Linked DNA regions of Mus musculus: region 2 is linked to region 1. Evidence: chromatin contacts called from public HiChIP or PLAC-seq data. All regions are on one chromosome and are shown on one strand. Each heading gives the region's core, a stretch centred on a gene start, on an enhancer-like site or on the middle of the called end of the contact. The rest is flanking DNA. Distances are from core to core; before and after follow the strand shown.

What was found. HiChIP or PLAC-seq counts read pairs in DNA pulled down with a chosen protein or histone mark.
Region 2: a contact with region 1 is called in a RAD21 HiChIP or PLAC-seq map of pro-B cells, with 2.2 times the contacts expected there. The contact joins two enhancer-like sites. A contact is called at or near these places in 1 of 15 datasets of contacts at CTCF or cohesin (pro-B cells) and 1 of 484 Hi-C or Micro-C datasets (liver).

Annotation. Positions count from the first base shown.
Region 1 is chr16:24,073,033-24,079,230 of GRCm38.p6, forward strand. Gm46545 (predicted gene, 46545) reads right to left here. Exons shown (of 2, transcript NR_155457.1): 2 at 3,443-4,607. Among named protein-coding and RNA genes, the nearest start is that of Gm46545, 6.6 kb to the right of the region's middle. Within about 2 kb of position 3,264, at least 31 of the 459 cell types and tissues checked have an H3K27ac peak or open chromatin away from gene starts, as enhancers often do. A contact at or near this core is called in pro-B cells, where this site is marked.
Region 2 is chr16:24,264,983-24,271,180 of GRCm38.p6, forward strand. Gm38456 (a long non-coding RNA gene) reads right to left here. Exons shown (of 3, transcript XR_875976.2): 3 at 5,856-6,198. Among named protein-coding and RNA genes, the nearest start is that of Gm31814, 4.9 kb to the left of the region's middle. Within about 2 kb of position 2,944, at least 4 of the 459 cell types and tissues checked have an H3K27ac peak or open chromatin away from gene starts, as enhancers often do. A contact at or near this core is called in pro-B cells, where this site is marked.

The sequences.
Region 1 (6,198 bases), core at 2,014-4,513:
TCCTTCCTTCCTTCCCTTCCCTTCCCTTCCCTTCCCTTCCCTTCCCTTCCCTTCCCTTCCCTTTCTTTCTTTTTTTGTATTTCTGACAAGGTGAAGATGGCAGCTGCCTCTTCAGCTTGTATGCTGGGCTGGCCCTGAGCAGCTGTAACTCACACTACCAAGTGCTGAGACACCAACATTCCTGCCCCTACACGGCATATCCTCCCCTCACTCAATCATTCTGCACCCGAAGTGCCAGAGGGAGGAGGTGCTGCCAGCCGTGGCTTACCACAGGGTCCTCAGGCGCCCTGCAGCCTGGTGACTGGGATGCCATCTGGCACCCGCCACAGCTGCAGGGCCTCCAGCCTGGCCTAGAAATCCAGAGTGGGCTCTTGGCATTGGCGCAAGAAAGCCCTCTAGCCTCTGGTCAGTATGTCCATCCTTTCCTAGATGGAACAAGCCACTGATTGTCTCCAGGCCTCAGCCTCCTCAGCTGTCAGGACAGGAGAAGAAGTGAATTTGGGAGTACTTGATCTTTCATTTTTCTCAGCCCTGGATCCCCTTATATTCAGGAAGGAGTCTTAGGTCCTGTTCCCAAGTAGAAACAGTACTCAGTATGGAGAAATGGAGACTCATGAGCAGTGAAAAAGTAGCGTCAGAGGGAGAGATCTGATATGGATGCTATGGTGAGGATCAGATGACTTCAGCATAGGTCAAGCATGCAGTCAGTGGTCAAATATTTGCAACAGCAGTAGTGAGAATGACATCTATCCCGAGTCTCATCTGCTCCCGTCATCCATCCGAAGCCAGGCCCTTGCTTTCCGCTGCCATGTGTTCTCTGTGCCAAGGGTGCACACACGCCTCTGTCCCAGCTTCCTAAAACATAGCTGTGCTATGCATTCCTTTCCTGTTCAGAATCCTTCACTGATGCCCAAGCACCCCAGGAGTTAGGTGTCAATGCTTCACACTGTGCATCAAGAGTCACAACACATGGGTCCCCCCTCCTAACCTTCCCAGCCTTCTTGGTTCCCCACACCTGCCCAGTGCTTTGGTAAACCTGCCTTTCGTGACCAACAACAGGTGCTAGTTGTTGATGTCTGGCAAAGAGCAATAAGATCGTATGTTAGATGTGGCTCTGGAGTCAGAAAAAAATTAATGTTGGATGGCTGTGTGGCCCTCAGCAATCTCTGAGCCTTGGTGTCCCCACTTCTAAAGAAGGATTTGTAAATGGTACCTCAGGACTGTGAGGACAGAAGCCAGATGGAGAGCGTCTGATCTCCAGTGAGTACCACTACTCAGTACCCCTTGTTACTCGGTGCTCCCATACTCTGGCTGGGTCCTGCCTAATACTGACCCCTTCCTGACGGACTGAGATATGCTTCCCTAGTACGCCTTCTGCACACACCCTGCTTTTCCCTTTGTAGAAGTCAGGTCTGGTTCTTCTTCTCAGTCTCGTGCTGTCAGAAAGAAGACTCAGGCTCAACATATATTTACAAATGCCTTGGCCATACAGCTAGGCTCTTCTCTGACTCGATCATAACTTAGATTAAACCCATTTATCCTAATCTACATTCTGCCATGTGACTGGTTACCTGTGCTCAGGTACCACACATCGATCTCCTCACATTTTCCCTGGTGAATTTCCTGTGCCTGGCACTATCCCAAAATCCTTTCTGCTTTTTGGATGTCCCACCTCCAACTTTCTGACTCCGCTATAGGGCATCAGTTATACTATTGACAGGTGTCACATCCATACAGACACAAGATATTTTCTCTACACCCCTCATAGTCTAGTGACTTGATTCTTCTTTTCTTTTTCCTTTTTCTTTTTCTTTTTCCTCTTTTTTCTTTTTTCTTTTCTTTCCTTTCTTTTCCTTCCCTTTCCTTCCCTTTTCTTTCCATCCCTTCCCTTTTCTTTTCTTTCCCTTTTCTGTCAGAGTGAAGCCCCTGAATGTAAGAAGAAATCTTTCACCAACCAGCCAGCACTTCAAAGGTGTCAACCAGAGTACGTTGGACAATGAGCTAAAACAATGAAATTAGAGTGAAAGTATGGATCAGGGAGATCTATAGACGCACACTGAAATCCTAAGGGTAGGCTACCTCTTCCATGGTCAGTACAGGATGGCTGAGTGCCAGCTCTAAGTCATGCATGTCACCCTGTAGGAGTGGATAAAGCCATTAGCGAGCCTGGGTGGGGATAGCTTTCTTTGCTCGGGTTGTGTTGCAGTACAGGAGGGTTGAACCCAATGAGCAAGTAGGGGTGAGGGAGGAGAGGCAATGAGAAAGTGTGATTTTTATTTGTTTACCTCTCACCTGTCGGGGCACCTTGGGCCATGGATGAAATGAATTAGGCTTTAAAAAAACCAAACCAAACCAAAAAAATGAACCAGTCACTCTTCAACATGGTCCGCAGAGCAGCAGCAATGGAATTCCATACCAGAGCAACAGAAATATAGAAGTGGATTGACAGTCGGAATCAGCAACTTCAGAGGGGGCCCAAGCAATCACCTATTCTATCTGGTCCTCATGTTCTGAGGCACGGTCAAGTTTGAGAACCACAGGGCTATCTATACACAGGGACTTTTAAAGTCCTTTCCTTTTGTTTGTAGTTGCAATGGTCTATATTTCTTCTATTGATGTCTTAGTCCTTTTGCTGATGAAGGAGCAGATACTCACCCTCACTCATTCCATTTATATGTTCTACCCAGCAAAGTCCTTGTCCTCTAAGACCTCAAGAACATCCACAGTTTAGGACCCTGGGGTGTCCCTGGACATGTGCTCTAGTGGTGGATCCTTTGAGAAGACATCCTATGTTGGCATTCTGATCCAGGGCCTAGCAGGCCCAAGGCAGGGTTTATGTCAGAGGCCTCAGGGAGGGTGAGGCTGAGGTCCAAAGAGGCCTGGTGAGGAGGGAGGCTGAGGTTCAGGGGTGTGACAGTGTAATCCCCTTACCCAGTGTCCCATCCTGGGGATGTGAAGAAAAGCTGTCCTGTGTTCTAAGAGGCTGGTTGCAGCCTCAATTCATTTTCACATTGGCTGCCTTTGGGGCCAATATGCCTCCACCCTGAATTTTCTATCCCTTTCAATGGGGCTCAGCAAATCATATGAAAAAGTCAAGAGGCTGTTTAAGAAGCACTCATCTGGACCCACAGACACACACACACACACACACTCTCTCTCTCTCTCTCTCTCTCTCTCTCTCTGCCCCTCCTCCAATGCCATGATGATTCACTTCACATCTCTTCTCCTGTCATTTTATGGAGTCATGATGATGGTGAGGATGAGCTTTAGGGGATAGAGTGGGTGTGGGGAACTCCGTGGTTAGAGGACCTCGCAGTGGGGACACCCTGTTGCAGAAGCAGAACTCAAATGGTTTGGGTAATTATCTGTATGATAGATGAAATCCAAAGAGCACAGAACCAAAGAAAGACAAACACCCATTCCCTGATGCCCACCCCACCCCACCCCCAGCAGCCAGGCACCCACTCTTTTACCCCAAAGCAGAGATCATACCAAGAGCAGAAAGAGGCAGGGTGGAGAAGCAGAAGGGCAGTTCTGGGCCCTGGAGCTTGTGACAGTGGCTACCTTCCTAACCATCCCAGCAGATGTCCCTCTAGCAGACAGGCAGAAGGAAGTCTCTGTGGTCTGGGGCCCCACCCTGGATAGTTCTGTAATGGTGCCATTCTCAGAAGAGGAAGTGCAATGCCATGGGTAGGCACCGAGGTCTTTCTCCCAAGGGACACTCTACTTCTTGGTCCAGGTGATATTGAATGATATCCGTGGCTATTCCATCTCTTTGTGTCTTGCTCTCTGAAAGTAGAGAATGTTAGCCATGCCAGCACAAGCCCCTTGCCTAGGCACGTGAGAAAGCACAGTGGATAGGGCTGTTTATATTGGCACTTCTCCTTTATCTAACGTTGCCAGCTATAGGAGTTTCACGTGCAGTATCTCATCGGTGCCCTCTGTCAAGCCTGGCCATACATTCTTAGCCTTGTAAGGAAAACAAGATGGAGAGAGGTTGGTTTCCAGTGTCACACAGCAAGTCTAGAGTGGCTTAGGGGTTTTGAGTAGAGACTTGTCATTTCAGCACAACATTCTGCTCTCTCACCCATGAAAATTCAAGGCCTTTTCAAGAAAATGCTATCCCCTGGTTGTGCCATCATTGCCTCATGCCTCTGACTCTCCAGATGCTTGCAATTCTCACAAACAATATTCTGTTTCCCTCGTTTCTGGAATCCAGCCTCTCGACACGCGGGCAGATTTGGCTGTGACCTCTACTCTATTTTCTTCAGAGTCCAGACAGAATTCCTTAAGAGTCCACAAGGACTTATTGCATTTACTAGTTCTCAATGAGGTCAAAGGGAAACATTGGTCCTGTGGGTTCTCCGGAGCATGACTCTGACCTCTATAGCAGCTTGGGCCTTGAGATGGTGAGACTTCATAAGAGAAGGCAGACTCCTAAGACATTCCGGGTTGGGGGCTCTTCCCAGTGGGTGCCATTGTTCCCCATGGTTGGGAATCACAGTGTGGGCTCAGGCCCCCTCTGCTCTGGAGCTGGGCACCTTCCCCACTTGCTCTCTTGGTGGCCAGTCCCACACCTGTTTCTTAATTCTCTTCTCACCACACTTCTGAAATAAAGATGGTTAACAGCTGTCTATAAAATGCTTTCTGACCAGGCATCAGGCATTGTACCAGAGCCAAGTACTGTGGAACAAATGAGCTCTGCCCAGACTCACCTCCCAAGGCATTCAAGTGTGGGAGAAACCCAAAATGCCGTGGCTGGAGAGGGTATTTTAGCAGTTGACACACCAAACAATCTACTCAGCCTCATTCACCCTGAGGCCTCGGACACAAGCCCCGCCTCAGGCCTGCTGGGCCACTGGACCAGGATGCTAACATAGGATGTCTTCTCAAGTTGGGATGGCCTATATGACTCTACATCTAATGACATCTCCTAATAGCATCTGACTCCTCTTCCAGAAGGCAACCCAGTTCTTCCCAGTACACCACTGTCAGGAAGTTCTGTCCTGCAACAACTGGGGAATTGTCCATTTTCCATCTTCTCCACCCTTCACTACTTTGTCCTCTGAAAGAATCCCCAAGGTAGTCTGCCTTTCCTCTCCATTTCTGGCAGTAGACAGAAGGCAGAGCCTTCATGTCCTCTCTTTCTAGGGAGACTGAGGTTGCCCTCTGCAGTGAGCATAAAAAAGAGGCACAAGACACTGAGTTTCACCTTCATCTCATCCATCTCTATTGATTTTATTGATTTGATAATGAGCTTTCTCCATGTCCTCACATATGTGTGTCCTGGAGGTGCCTGCCAGCTTACTGCTGGAATACTGTGTTCTGGGCTCCATGGAAAAATCACAAAGTCAATAACAAATGGAAAGGGAAGAAGGGAGGGAGGGAGGGAGGGAGGGAGGGAGGGAGAGAGGGAGGAAGGAAAGAAGGAAGGGAGGAAGGAAGGAAGGAAGGAAGGAAGGAAGGAAGGAAGGAAGGATGAGCTGATTAGAGGGTGAGAGCTCCTGTGAGGAGGTGGAGAAGAAAGACGATCCCTCTCTACTGCACTCCTGTGGCCCCTAGAAAGGGTATCCATCACAGACAGACCAGGTGTCTGTGTGGTCCTCTAGGGACTGCATCCCTGCATGTCTCTCTCCTCTGTCATGAAGAATGCTCAAGGCTGTAGAGTTATATAGAACAGCACTTCAGAGCCACTAAAAGGGAGCTGCCTGCTCTATGTGTTCAGTAAAGAGTTTCTGACCTCAACGGTCTGACTTTCTGGGATTCATGTTGTATTTGAGGAGCAGAGATAGGGCTAGAGGTCAAAGGATTTGAGTCCAAAGACCTATGTTAGAGTACAGATTGTTTTTGTCTGTGTGTTATTGGCCAATTCAGGTCAGTTTTGTGAGTCTCAGATTCTCAGTAAATAAAATAGAGGAAGAGCATTCTTGCACTGTGAAGGGGTGTGTGTGTGTGTGTGTGTGTGTGTGTATGTGTGTGTGTTGTTGCTGTTGTTGTTGTTGCTGCTGCAGCTGCTACTGCTTTCCATATCAAATGTGCCCCAATTTCTCTTATGAACTACTTCAATTATTGTTAATTAATAATTATTATTAGAATGGCCTGCCCCCAGATCATCTAACCACCCAAGATATCAAATACTAATGTGTAATAAAACAGAGTGACAGACAGCCTTTTACTTTCCTCAGTGTTTCGGGCTGT
Region 2 (6,198 bases), core at 1,694-4,193, 190 kb after region 1:
CTAAAAGTCACAAAAATGACTAAATATTAAAATGCCAACCCTCCCTAAACCAGTCTAGAGATTTATTGAAGACCATTTCCAAAGGTCAGATAGCTTCTTTGCAAAAATTGGCAGTTGATCCAAATGTCTAAATAGAGCAATGGAGTACTACTCAGCTATTAAAAAAAAACAATGAATTTATGAAATTCTTAGGTAAATGGATAGATCTGGAGGATATCATCCTGAGTGAGGTAGCCCAATCACAAAAGAACACACATGATATGCACTTACTGATAAGTGGATATTAGCCCAGAAGCTTGGAATACCCAAGATACAATTCACAAACCATATGAAACTCAAGAATAAAGAAGACCAAAGTGTGGATACTTTGATCCTTCCTAGAAGGGAAAACAAAATATCCATGGGAGGAGTTACAGAAACAAAGTGTGGAGCAGAGACTGAAGGAAGGACCAACTAGAGACTGCCCCACCTAGGGATCCATCCCACATGCAATCACCAAACCCAGATACTATTGTGGATGTCAACAAGTGCTTGCTGGCAGGAGCCTAATATAGCTATACCTTGAGAGGCTTTGCCTGGCAAATACAGAAGTGGATGCCCACAACCATCCATTGGACTGAGCACAGGGTCCCCAATGAAGGAGCTAGAGAAAGGACCCAAGGAGTTAAGAGGTTACAACTCCATAGGAAAAACAACAATATGAACTAACCAGTACCCCCAAAGCTCCCAGGGACTGAACCACCAACCAAACAATACACATGGTGGTACTCATGGCTCCAGCTACATATGCAGCAGAAGATGGCCTAGTCAGTCATCAATGGGAGGAGAGGCCCTTGTTCATGTGAAGGCTCTATGCCCCAGTATAGGGGAATGCCAGGGCCAGGAAGTGAGAGTAGGTGGGGTGGTAAGCAGGGGGAGGGGAGGGAATGTAAGGGGAGGGAGGCTTTTGGAGGGAGACCGGGAAAGGGGATAACATTTGAAATGTAAATAAAGAAAATATCTAATAAAATGATATATATATATATGAAAGGAAAGAAGGAAGAAGGAAAGAAAAAAATTGAAAAGAACCAGATGAGCGAAGCTACTTTAATACAAGCAAATCTGGAGGACAGATCTCAAGGTCAGTCAAAAGCCAAAGTAGTTAAGATAGTGTGCACCACCAAACAGATTCCCAGGTCAATGAAATATGCCTGATAATCCAGGAAAGTAGTTAGGATAGTGTGCACCACCAAACAAATTCCCAGGTCAATGAAGTACGCCTGGAAATCCAGGAAAGGACCCCTTGTAAACTGACTTTTCACAGGGACAACACGATAGGGAAAAGTAATTTAAAAAGAAAAAATTGATGTCAGCATATCTACATGTTTAAGTGACTTGGGAACCCTAATTTATACCATATTATAAATTTTAACTCAAAAATGTATCATAGTCATATACAGAAGAACAAAACATATGAGCTCCTAGGAGGCAAAAATAAGAAAAAATAAGAATTCATTGAATGGGATTAAACCTTGAAACAAATAGGCAATAAAATAATAACTAAGTTGGGCTTTATTAAAATTTAGAAGCACATGTGCTCTTAGAAGCACAAGAAAATACGAGTGAAGAAAGAGTAAATAAAGAAGGATGAAGTTGGAACAGACAACCTATGGAGTAGCAGGACAGATTTTCAAAGTACAAGTCTGGTATGGTACTGATATATAGAAAATACTTCTAAAAACACAACTCAACAATGGACAACCCAGACTTGAAGCAGGCAAAGCATAAGAGTAGACATTTCTCCAAATAGAACACTTAACAATTTACAGTCACATGGAGAAAGGTTTGCTATCAATAGTCATCCAGAAAACAAACAGAAATAGTAATATACATGTTGCTAAAGATGGAGAGAAATTGGAAACTGGACACTTTCCTGGTGGGAACAGTTAGTCTGGGGAATGGTTTGACAAGAGTTTGACAGTGAACTGTTAGATGGAGAATCAGCATTTTGTTAGCTCGTTTTTCACTGTGACAAATACTTGTAAGAAGTGACTTAAAGGAGGAAAGATTTATTTTGGCTCATGAATTCAGACATGCCTGGGTGCCTTGGACCACCTTGGAATAGGCCCTGGTAGAATAAAACTTCTAATCTCATGGTGGACAGGGATATTATTCAAAACAATGTCTCATGTTCACTTCCTCTAACCTTCTAGAAAACCCCACCTTCTAATAATGTGTCCACAACCTCCTAATAATGCCATCAAGGTATAAACCTGTGAGCGTATTAATCCATCATTTAGATCAGTGCCCTCATCATTACATTATCTCTAAATGAGAGGGTCCATCTTAATACACTATGCATGTTCCAGAAAGTTTACTTCTAGTATATTCCCCAGGAACTGTGAGAACATATATGTAGCCGGATGTGGTGGTGCACACCTTTAATCCCAGCACTTGGGAGACAGAGGCAGGCGGATTTCTGAGTTCAAGGCCAGCCTGGTCTACAAAGTAAGTTCCAGGGCAGCCAGGGCTATACAGAGAAACCCTGTCTCAAAAACAAAACAAAACAAAACAAAACAAAACAAAAAGTATATATTATATACAGAAAGAATGTACATATGCTTATATACAAACATAAGAACAACTAAAATGCCCATGATAAATAGGTAAATTAAACATGTAGACTATTATCCATAAATTAAAATGATAAAGCATAATATATGCTACAATGTGGATAGACTTTGAAAACATCACATTAAATAAAACAAGGCACATGAAAAAAATTTTCTTTCTTTTTTAAATTTAATTTAATTTTTTACTAATTCACTTTACATCCCACTCACTGCCCCCTCTGGCTAACAGTTCCCACAATCCTTTCCCACCCCTGTCCCCTTCTTCTCTGAGCCTGCAGGGCTCCCCTTGGGTATCCCCACACCCTGGCACTTCAACTTCCTGCAAGGCTATGTGCTTCCTCTCTCACTGAGGTCAGACAAGGCAGCAAGATAGAAAAACATATCCCATGTACAGGCAACCGCTTTTGGGATAGCCTCTTTTTCAATTGTTTGGGTCCCACATGAAGGCCAAGCTACACATCTGCTGCATATGAACAGGAAGGAAGGTTCGAGCTGCAGGGGACGGAGTCAATGGACACTCCCTGTCCCAATCCCCCTTCCTCCTTTCAGAAGCATTGTCAGTTTCCTTCCTAGGGATTACTGTGTGACTCCCTCACCCCCACCCCAACTCACCCACTGCTATGGCAGAGAAAGAAACAGCTATTAGTTGTTGAAGTTCTCTGTGGAAAGTTGTATCCAAGTGTAAGAAAAAGCATCTAGTTTGGAGCTAAATAACAGTCTACATCTACCAATTCCAGGGAAGCTTTGGGCAACAATTACTGCCCCTCTCCATAAAACATTTAGTGGGAATCAAAGAAGGTAATAACTGTATCTTTACCTGGGTTAACTAAAGGGAAAGAGTTAAGAAAAGCATAAGTACTAATAGAAAGGACCAGCATCCTTGGGGGTATCACAAGATACACCAAGACCAATTTCTGAACACAGAGGAGATTTACTTACTCCAGAGAGACAAAGGGACAGGGAATAAGAGACAGAGACAGGAGACAGAGATTAAGAGAGAAGGAGAGAGGAATGTTGGAGAGAGGGAAGGAATATTTGTCCCAAAAGAGGGAAGGACAAAGGACTGTCTCTACATAGAAAGGACACAGACCTGGCTCATAGCCAAATGGTGCTTTATAAAGGTAAAGGGAGAAACCCTGTGTTAGAATGAGTTGGTTCATTGTAATTGGCTATGTTAATTAGGTAAGCCAAAGGGGGCTTTTGACAGATGGACTTCAATACTTCAATAGTTGGACCTTGGTGATCAACTTTAGGAGAAGGAAGTGGCCAAATCAGAGAATAGACCCTGGAGGCTAGCTTTAAGCATGGAATCTAACAGTTTCTAGCAAAGAAGAGGGAATAGGAGGACAAGGCCTGTCAGAGCCATGGTTTTGTTTGTTTGTTTGTTTGTTTTTTTATGTTGTGACCTGCTAGAGACTCTTCACTAATGCTTCTCATGGCAGGGCTGATAGGGGGTGGGAGGAGGTGGGGGGAGTAGAGGCAGAGAGGTAATCCAAGGGTAGCAGAGTAAGCAAGAGTAAGGGAGAGGCAATAAATGAGGAGAAAGACACACAAGAAGGCAAACAGCATGCTGCACACCCCCACAGAGAGTATGGCCTGTGGCAGGGGCTGTAGGAGGCTTTGCTAAAGAGAACAGCACACTGGTGGGGCTGTAAGAGCCAGAGGAAAAGTGGTACTCATCACCTCCTTCCTAGCTTCTGCCATCCAGCTTTCAGATTGCACACCAGGAATTCACTGTCCTCAATTTCTACATGGTGTCGTCTCCTGGCTGTTTCTGGCAGCCAGTAATGAAGAAGCAAGCTATACAATGAGAGTAAGCTCACATGACCTATGGGCACTAGAATTGCTTTATGGAGAGCAGGAGAGTTTTGGGAGGCCATCCCACAGCCTAACTCTTTCATGGGGAGGATCAGAGAACATGTGAGAAATCTGACCAGAGTGAAAGACATCTTGAAGACCATAAGCCATCTGGACTCTGCCCTTAGCCATCTGAAGACCAGCGGGCTGGTGGGCCATGTGGATGGAACCACACATACACAACATGGTTTGGAAAAACACTGGGTGCTCTACAGACCGGGGGGGGGGGGGGGGTGATTGTAACTTTTTTTTTTGTCTCGAGTAGAGATTGTCTGAGGTTTTTTTGTTCCAGTCAGGATCTTGCTCTATTGATCTGCCAGCCTTGCTCTTCCAGGATAAGCCCCTGAAGTTTAGTCTGCAAGTCTGCGCCACCATGCCCTGCTGCTTTGAGCAGTTTTGGGTTCTTCCACATGCATCAAGCATCATTTATTTGGATGAGGTTTGTCTCAACTTCAAGTGGGATGTGCTAATGTGGTAAGGGCCTTGGTAAATAATTAGTTCTCAAGCAACATGGTAACAATGAGGACACCACTAATCGGAGTTTGACCTACATGGTCCTGGGGCTCCCTGGGAAAGTCTGCAGATGCAGATTTGATATTAGAGGCTTAGAGTATGCGAGGGAGGAAGGACCAGCCAATGAGAGAGATTGAGAAACAGTGTTGCTGGTCCCCAGTAGGTCCTACACTTTGGAATGAGTTGGGAAGGAAGGCTTTGTAGCCTCATATTCTCTAGACATCGAATCTGAGCTGCCCCCAGGATAAGGGTAATTCCTGGGGAGAGGCTTGCTAAAATTAGAATGGTAATGAGTGGCAAACAAAAGTTCCTTGATCCAGAAGGGGATCAGGGAGGTGCATTACAGCACCCACGACAGAGGACAGAGGTTTCTGGAGAGCTGAAATTGGGGAATAGCGCTTCTTACCTTATCTGGGGTTTATTTTGTTGGCTGCTTTCTACTTTGCAACCAACACCATGTCTACCATCTTCATAACTGGATGAATTCATTCATAAATGAATGAATAGGAATATTTCCAATCCATTTCTTCTTCATTTTAAGTTGTGAAATAAGACACAGTCAGGATTTTCAAGTCCCCTTATTTTAAATCCACGTCTGCCTGCTAGTGTGACTGCCAAGGTTGACGGTATCATGGGGGTGAGCTCCCAGGGCCTCTGATGCTGGCTTTGTGCTTGGAGGAGTTGGTTGGCCTTTGGTTCTCTGCACCTCCCCTCAGACCTCCTTACTTTAAATGGGAACAGGATCTGTCTGCTAGTGGCAGATCTAGTCCACTAACCTCTAGTCCAATTTTGTCCCTGTGGCTGACTGGGTAAGGCTTATTTGTCTTAGTCAGGGTTTCTATTCCTGCACAAACATCATGACCAAGAAGCAAGTTGGGGAGGAAAGGGTTTATTCGGCTTACACTTCCATACTGCTGTTCATCACCAAAGGAAGTCAGGACTGGAACTCAAGCAGGTCAGAAAGCAGGAGCTGATGCAGAAGCCATGGAGGGATGTTCTTTACTGGCTTGCTTGCTTCTTTCTTGGTTGTAGGAGGGGCCAGGTGCAATAACTTATCTTTCACCTTAGAAGGAATATCTCTACATGCCGCACACCACTGGACTCCTAAGAATTTCACTGAGGTAGATGGTCCTTGAATTTTGGTTGGATTTATTTCCCATCCTCTGATACGCATATGTGTTATCAATGAGTCCAAAGTGGTTGCTACTTCCTGCTC